Regions from separate parts of the Salvelinus alpinus genome. Here region 2 is linked to region 1. Evidence: chromatin contacts called from public Hi-C data. All regions are on one chromosome and are shown on one strand. The core of a region is the stretch at or near the end of the contact, and the rest is flanking DNA. Distances in the headings are between cores, read along the strand shown. Region 1 holds the start of LOC139534116 (EKC/KEOPS complex subunit TPRKB-like). Region 2 holds the start of LOC139534124 (copine-8-like).

Region 1 (3,493 bases), core at 699-3,198:
CTGCGGAAAAGGAGGAGGTTGAAAGGGGGGTGAGTGTAACGGATGTGAAATGGCTAGCTAGTTAGCGGGTACGCGCTACTAGCGTTTCAATCAGTTACGTCACTTGCTCTGAAACCTAGAAGTAGTGTTGCACCTTGCTCTGCAAGGGCCGCGGCTTTTGTGGAGCGATGGGTAACGACGCTTCGTGGGTGTCAGTTGTTGATGTGTGCAGAGGGTCCCTGGTTCGCGCCCGTGTCGGGGCGAGGGGACCTACTAAAGTTATACTGTTACATAGGGATGGTACCAGGTTTCCACCAGACGTGATGCTTGGCATTGAGGACAAAGAGTTCACTCTTGGTTTCATCAGACCAGTGAATCGTGTCATTTAGGTGCCATTTGGCAAACTCCAAGCAGGCTGTCACGTGCCTTTTACTGAGGAGTGGCTTCAGTCTGGCCACTCTACCATAAAGGCCTGATTGATGGAGTGCTGCAGAGATGGTTGTCCTTCTGGAAGGTTCTCCCATCTCCACAAAGGAACTCTGGGGCTCTGTCAGAGAGACCATCGGGTTCTTGGTCCCCTCCCTGACCAAGGCCCTTCTCCCCCAATCGCTTAGTTTGGCCGGGTGGCCAGCTCTAGGAAGAGTCTTGGTGGTTCCAAATTTCTTCCATTTAAGAATGATGGAGGCCACTGTGTTCTTGGGGACCTTCAATGCTGCAGACATTTTTTGGTACCCTTCCCCAGATCTGTACCTCGACACAATCCTGTCTCGGAGCGCTACGGACAATTCCTTTGAACTCATGGCATAGTTTTTGCTCTGACATGCACTGTCAACTGTGGTACCTTTCCAAATCACGTCCAAACAATTACATTTACCATAGGTGGCCTCCAATCAAGTTGTAGAATCATCTCAAGGATGATCAATGGAAACAGGATGTACCAGAGCTCAATTTCGAGTGTCATAGCAAAGGGTCTGAATACTTATGTAAATATATATATATTTTTTTTTATTAATCTGTTTTCGCTTTGTCATTATGAGGTATTGTGTGTAGATTGCTGAGAATTATATATTTTTTATACATTTTAGAATAAGGCTGTAATGTAAACAAAAATGTGGATAAAGTCATGGGGTCTGAATAATTTCTGAAGGCACTGTATATATTATATTCGTGTGTATGTGTGCACCCAACACACCAGGAAAAACAAGACTGACAAAGAAAAACAAGACCAACCTTTTTGATCTTAGCAGGGTCGGTCAACATGGAGACATCTTCAACTGGAATCTGTTGTCCGTCCACCTTGGCAATGATGTCACTCATGTGCTGCGTCTCCTCTTTGGGATGGACCAGAACTATGAGAAGAGCACTATCACTGTCTGATATCCCAAACCTCTTGAAAGCCTCTGAAATCTAAAGGAAAATGTGTCAAAGACATTGGGATGGGATATTACTTAGAAAGGAGTGTCAATGTGTGTGTGGTACTTTTAGAGGCTACTTACATTATTAGTGGGTGAAAGGTTGTAGATGATTTCGGAATATAAGCTCCTTGTCTTCATTTTTCCAGTGCTATGTAAATGGACTGCCTTGTTTGCTGCCACTAGCACTTGGAAGGGGTTCACTATCTGCAAAAATCAATTTGTGAATCATTGCATCAACTTCAGTCAAGCATTCATACATTACATCAAACCAAAATGTCTAGCCAGCTAACGTTAGCTAAGTTACATTGTCTCACCATAGACGGGTTTATCAAGGCACCATTAATCTTTCCTTCCATGGCATTTTTCCTAAATTCTGCGACGTTTTTGACATCTTTGAATAGCAACTGAGTTACAGTACGATCAGGAAAGAGTTCCAATTCTTGAGTTGAATACATAACGGAAGAAAAACGAATTTGTGGATGAAACAAGACCCGAACATTTCTGTTTAACCATCTCACGTGATTAAAAAAATAAATAGAGGGAACAAAAACAAAGTAGCACAATTAATCTAAAAGGTTCCGGTTTTACTCGACATAAAAAAGATGTATGTTGTACTTATAAATTGTTTATACATATTATGAAATAAAACATAATGCATATATGCTCGCATTTTTTAAACGTGTGTACAACAGAGAAGCAATGAAAGTATTTGTGAAATGATACTAATAGAGACATCAGAATTTTAAAACAGCTTCCGTACGGACTATCTTTCACTGACGGACCACCAAGCTGTCAAAAAATCTAAACTTTTCCGTTTGCGTTTTAGCTAGATGGAAAGATCTGTATATTTTTTGTAATCTTATTTCAATTTCATACTTAATTAACTTGAAATTAAACGTATGTAGCGTACACCATATATACGTATCTAGCTAATTTTAGAATTATTTCTGCGTTAGTTCGGAATTCGTAGGTGAATATGGAGAAATTCGAAGGGTACATTTTCACTGCTCTCTGCAGCACCAATTTTTTGGTTTCATGTCTCCTGTTCTCCAAAATAACTCGGGAGCAAAGGGAGCCCTACATGGACGAAATATTTCACGTCCGTCAAGCTCAGAAATACTGCCACGGGAAGTTCAACGAGGTATCGTTTTGCTATGTCAATATCATGTTCTTGATTTTGTTATATTGTTGCTTGTCGGATTAACGCAACGCTTGTCCTTGAAATATTGTGACAGATTGCTAGATTGACTTTTTAACCCTTAACTAAACCATCTGTGACGATGAACATAGACAGATCAGACTATCGCTAGTCATTATTGAGGATAATATGCCTGAATTCTGAAAAGTATTGTACTTCTGCAGTGGTATATAGCCCTATATGTAACTAAACCATTTTGGCATCTCTCTAGCTTGAAAAACATTAACCCTTTTATGTTTAATGGTGTAGTAGAGGCTCTTTAACGGGATCTTTTTCCTTTCTCTTTGTTGTTCCAGTGGGACCCAATGATCACCACGCTTCCTGGCCTGGCCTGTACCTGGCGTCAGTGGGTGTGATCAAGCCAGTGGTGTGGCTAGTGGACCTCACAGGGAAGGTAGTGTGTTCTACTGCGATGCTGCGCTTCATCAACCTCCTCTTCAACTGTGGTATCCTCTACCTGCTGTATCTCATCATCTGCAAGCTCCACCTTAAAGAGAAGGTAATAATGTCTTTACATGTTATTACATTTATAACATCCCCAAGGGTGGCCAGTTCATGTGGAAAGCTGCAGTGTGTGCACTGTGCAGGCTTTTGCTCCAGTCCAACTTTTACTCACCTTACTCAAATAAGTTTGGTATAAATTAAAAGACCTTGAAAAAAATATTGAATGTCCTTAAAGCTTCAATTGCATTCCTTTTGTTGGTCATAACAACCATGGTTTCTCTTTCAGACTAAGACTGCCTCCCGCAGAGTTCTCTCAGCCCTGTCCCTGTCCACCTTCCCCGTGCTCTACTTCTTCAACTTCCTCTACTACACAGATGCCGGATCTACTTTCTTCATTCTCTTCACATACCTCATGACCCTGTATGGCTGTCACAAAGCCTCGGCACTCATCAGCGTC
Region 2 (3,493 bases), core at 337-2,836, 210 kb after region 1:
GTGTGTGGTGTTGTGATAGAGAGAGAGGACGAGAGATCAGAGCCTTTCAGGCAAGGACACACACACACACCTGGCCACGTTACCATGGTACCTCACCTCCTCTCTGGGTTGTAATGAGTGTGAAGGCATTCCCTACAGACCCCCTCTATGCCCAGCAGGCACTAGAGCGTGACTCAGTACCAGCATTTACCTAACATCCCTTATGTATATAGTGCCACAACCCTCCATCTCTTCTTCAGAGGCTGACACATAAGGGGTAATATGTGACTTATTCCCTGGAGATGATAGAAATAACACATTTTAATGGATTGATTCCCCTAGAGAAGTAGGCTACTGGTTCAGTATGGTATGGTCAGATATTGTGTAACTAGTTATTGTTTATTGTGTGTGGTTATTGCGAAATTAATTTCCCTTTTATTCAATTGAGTCCACTGTGAGAGATCGAAAGGGAATTTCCTTGGGATGTAGGCCAACACGTTGTTTCACTATGACGTGTTATTGAGCGCTTACAAAGTCTCACTGTGTGTGTCGTCTTTCCTTCAATATCAGTTGATTAAATATTGAGTGACAGTCCAGTGACAAAACGATGATTCCCATTCCAGTGAGAGAAGCATTCCCTCAGTTGATCTATTCTTAAGGGACCCCTTAAAAATACATAAGGTTTGGCAGGGACGGGGGGAGCCGTTACGCAACAGGAAGCCACCGCTCCAGAGAGACAGGGTGGGTATGAAAGGGCTAGTGATACACCCTCAACCCGCAAATACACTAGTCTGTCTGTCGCTGCACGTAGGCTATGCTACATCAAATCCCTAGCCTACTCTTGGCATATAGCTTACCTTTTGTAAAATGTCAATGTAAATCTATTTATGTTCCTCTGTTCAGTTCGTGAGTGACAGCCCACAACAAGCCACGAGTCAGAATAAAATAAGTGTCAAATTATTCGGTGAGAACAGCCTTCTAACATACGGCAGTATACCAACATAGGGAATGTTGGTATTGTTGATGATGCCTATTAAAGCCTGTTGATGTCCATTGCCAGTCCTCTAACAGGCAGAATGCCAGGTTACTGCCTATTATATACCTGACATACTACAGTTCGAAAGTTAATTGTAAACTTACCACCCAAAACTAAAACAAAGTAACAACTTGAACACCTCACTCTTATCTAGATACAATGTAGCCTAAAATAATTAGAAACAGTGCCGTTGGTTGAACAACATTGACTTTTCAAAATGTTACTACAACCAGAACTTGTTTGACAGTTGGCCAATTGGAATGGCAGATAAAACCCGGAATACTTGCCCATACCATATCCTTCTACCGTGACAACAGTCATATCAACACCCGACAAAAAAATGGGTTACACTGAAACCATTATCTTACCTGCAAGACACTGTGATTTCAACTTTGGTGGCGGGGATGGAAGCATTGAGCGGGTCGAAATCTCCTATCGACGCCATGTTGACGAAGCTATTACAGTTGTTCATGGTGAAAAATATTTTTGTCCAACCCCTTTTAGCAGCAACAATCGGATAAACTACACCTCCTTTAGCGAAACGAGAATGAATGCATGTGGACGGAACGAAGAGGAATGCTCGGAGCAGGCTACTAGCGGTGGGTTGATGTCACTTCAACAGTCAGCGTCACCTACTTGCGCTGCGAGCGGAATGTGCGCCTTAGACAAAATAATTCCACAGATACCCATCAAATAGGAGTTAGGCTAACACTGCCCATGTCATTACTTATAATAATAGATAGAGCGAGTGTGTGTGTTTGTGTGTGTGTGTGTGTGTGTGTGTCTGTGTGTAATAGGTCTTAAAGTGTTCCAAATTATATTTTATTATTTCTTTTCCCATCATAATTTTCCTGACACCAGGAAAAGTAATTACAAAGAAAGTATGTGTTTACTATGTTTGGATAGAAGACATTTGATCCTTGGGGTGGCTCATCATTTCATCACATCATCATCACCCAGTATTTTTCAGGCCTGACCTCCCCCTCTAAATATAGCTCAAAAACAGCCCCCATGTTAGGTGGTGAGAGAAACCATTACCACACCTTTAGGCAACCAGCCAGCACTCATCAAAGAGTTACTGTAAGTGATGCCCAAATAGATCCTTTGAAATACAGTGGGGAGAACAAGTATTTGATACACTGCCGATTTTGCAGGTTTTCCTACTTACAAAGCATGTAGAGGTCTGTAATTTTGATCATAGGTACACTTCAACTGTGAGAGACGGAATCTAAAACAAAAATCCAGAAAATCACATTGTATGATTTTTAAGTAATTAATTTGCATTTTATTGCATGACATAAGTATTTGATACATCAGAAAAGCAGAACTTAATATTTGGTACAGAAACCTTTGTTTGCAATTACAGAGATCATACGTTTCCTGTAGTTCTTGACCAGGTTTGCACACACTGCAGCAGGGATTTTGGCCCACTCCACCATACAGACCTTCTCCAGATCCTTCAGGTTTCGGGGCTGTCGCTGGGCAATACGGACTTTCAGCTCCCTCCAAAGATTTTCTATTGGGTTCAGATCTGGAGACTGGCTAGGCCACTCCAGGACCTTGAGATGCTTCTTACGGAGCCACTCCTTAGTTGCCCTGGCTGTGTGTTTCGGGTCGTTGTCATGCTGGAAGACCCAGCTACGACCCATCTTCAATGCTCTTACTGAGGGAAGGAGGTTGTTGGCCAAGATCTCGCGATACATGGCCCCATCCATCCTCCCCTCAATACGGTGCAGTCGTCCTGTCCCCTTTGCAGAAAAGCATCCCCAAAGAATGATGTTTCCACCTCCATGCTTCACGGTTGGGATGGTGTTCTTGGGGTTGTACTCATCCTTCTTCTTCTTCCAAACACGGCGAGTGGAGTTTAGACCAAAAAGCTCTATTTTTGTCTCATCAGACCACATGACCTTCTCCCATTCCTCCTCTGGATCATCCAGATGGTCATTGGCAAACTTCAGACGGGCCTGGACATGCGCTGGCTTGAGCAGGGGGACCTTGTGTACACTGCAGGATTTTAATCCATGACGGCGTAGTGTGTTACTAATGGTTTTCTTTTAGACTGTGGTCCCAGCTCTCTTCAGGTCATTGACCAGGTCCTGCCGTGTAGTTCTGGGCTGATCCCTCACCTTCCTCATGATCATTGATGCCCCACGAGGTGAGATCTTGCATGGAGCCCCAGACCGAGGGTGATTGACCGTCATCTTCAACTTCTTCCATTTTCTAATAATTGCGCCAACAGTTGTTGCCTTCTCCCCAAGCTGCTTGCCTATTGTCCTGTAGCCCATCCCAGCCTTGTGCAGGTCTACAATTTTATCCCTGATGTCCTTACACAGCTCTCTGGTCTTGGCCATTGTGGAGAGGTTGGAGTCTGTTTGATTGAGTGTGTGGACAGGTGTCTTTTATACAGGTAACGAGTTCAAACAGGTGCAGTTAATACAGGTAATGAGTGGAGAACAGGAGGGCTTCTTAAAGAAAAAC

Evidence for each region. A called contact is a pair of places that touch in the nucleus more often than the background predicts.
Region 2: a Hi-C map of muscle shows a contact between it and region 1, with 4 times the contacts expected there. The contact joins the promoter of LOC139534124 here to the promoter of LOC139534116 in region 1. A contact is called at or near these places in 2 of 3 Hi-C or Micro-C datasets (muscle and red muscle).

The regions. Positions count from the first base shown.
Region 1 is chr11:39,382,316-39,385,808 of SLU_Salpinus.1, forward strand. It overlaps LOC139534116 (EKC/KEOPS complex subunit TPRKB-like), which reads right to left and starts at 1,949. Exons shown (of 4, transcript XM_071332884.1): 1 at 1,709-1,949; 2 at 1,476-1,598; 3 at 1,210-1,386. The coding sequence starts at 1,849. It also overlaps the pseudogene LOC139534115.
Region 2 is chr11:39,592,564-39,596,056 of SLU_Salpinus.1, forward strand. LOC139534124 (copine-8-like) reads right to left here and starts at 1,587. Exons shown (of 20, transcript XM_071332915.1): 1 at 1,384-1,587. The coding sequence starts at 1,487.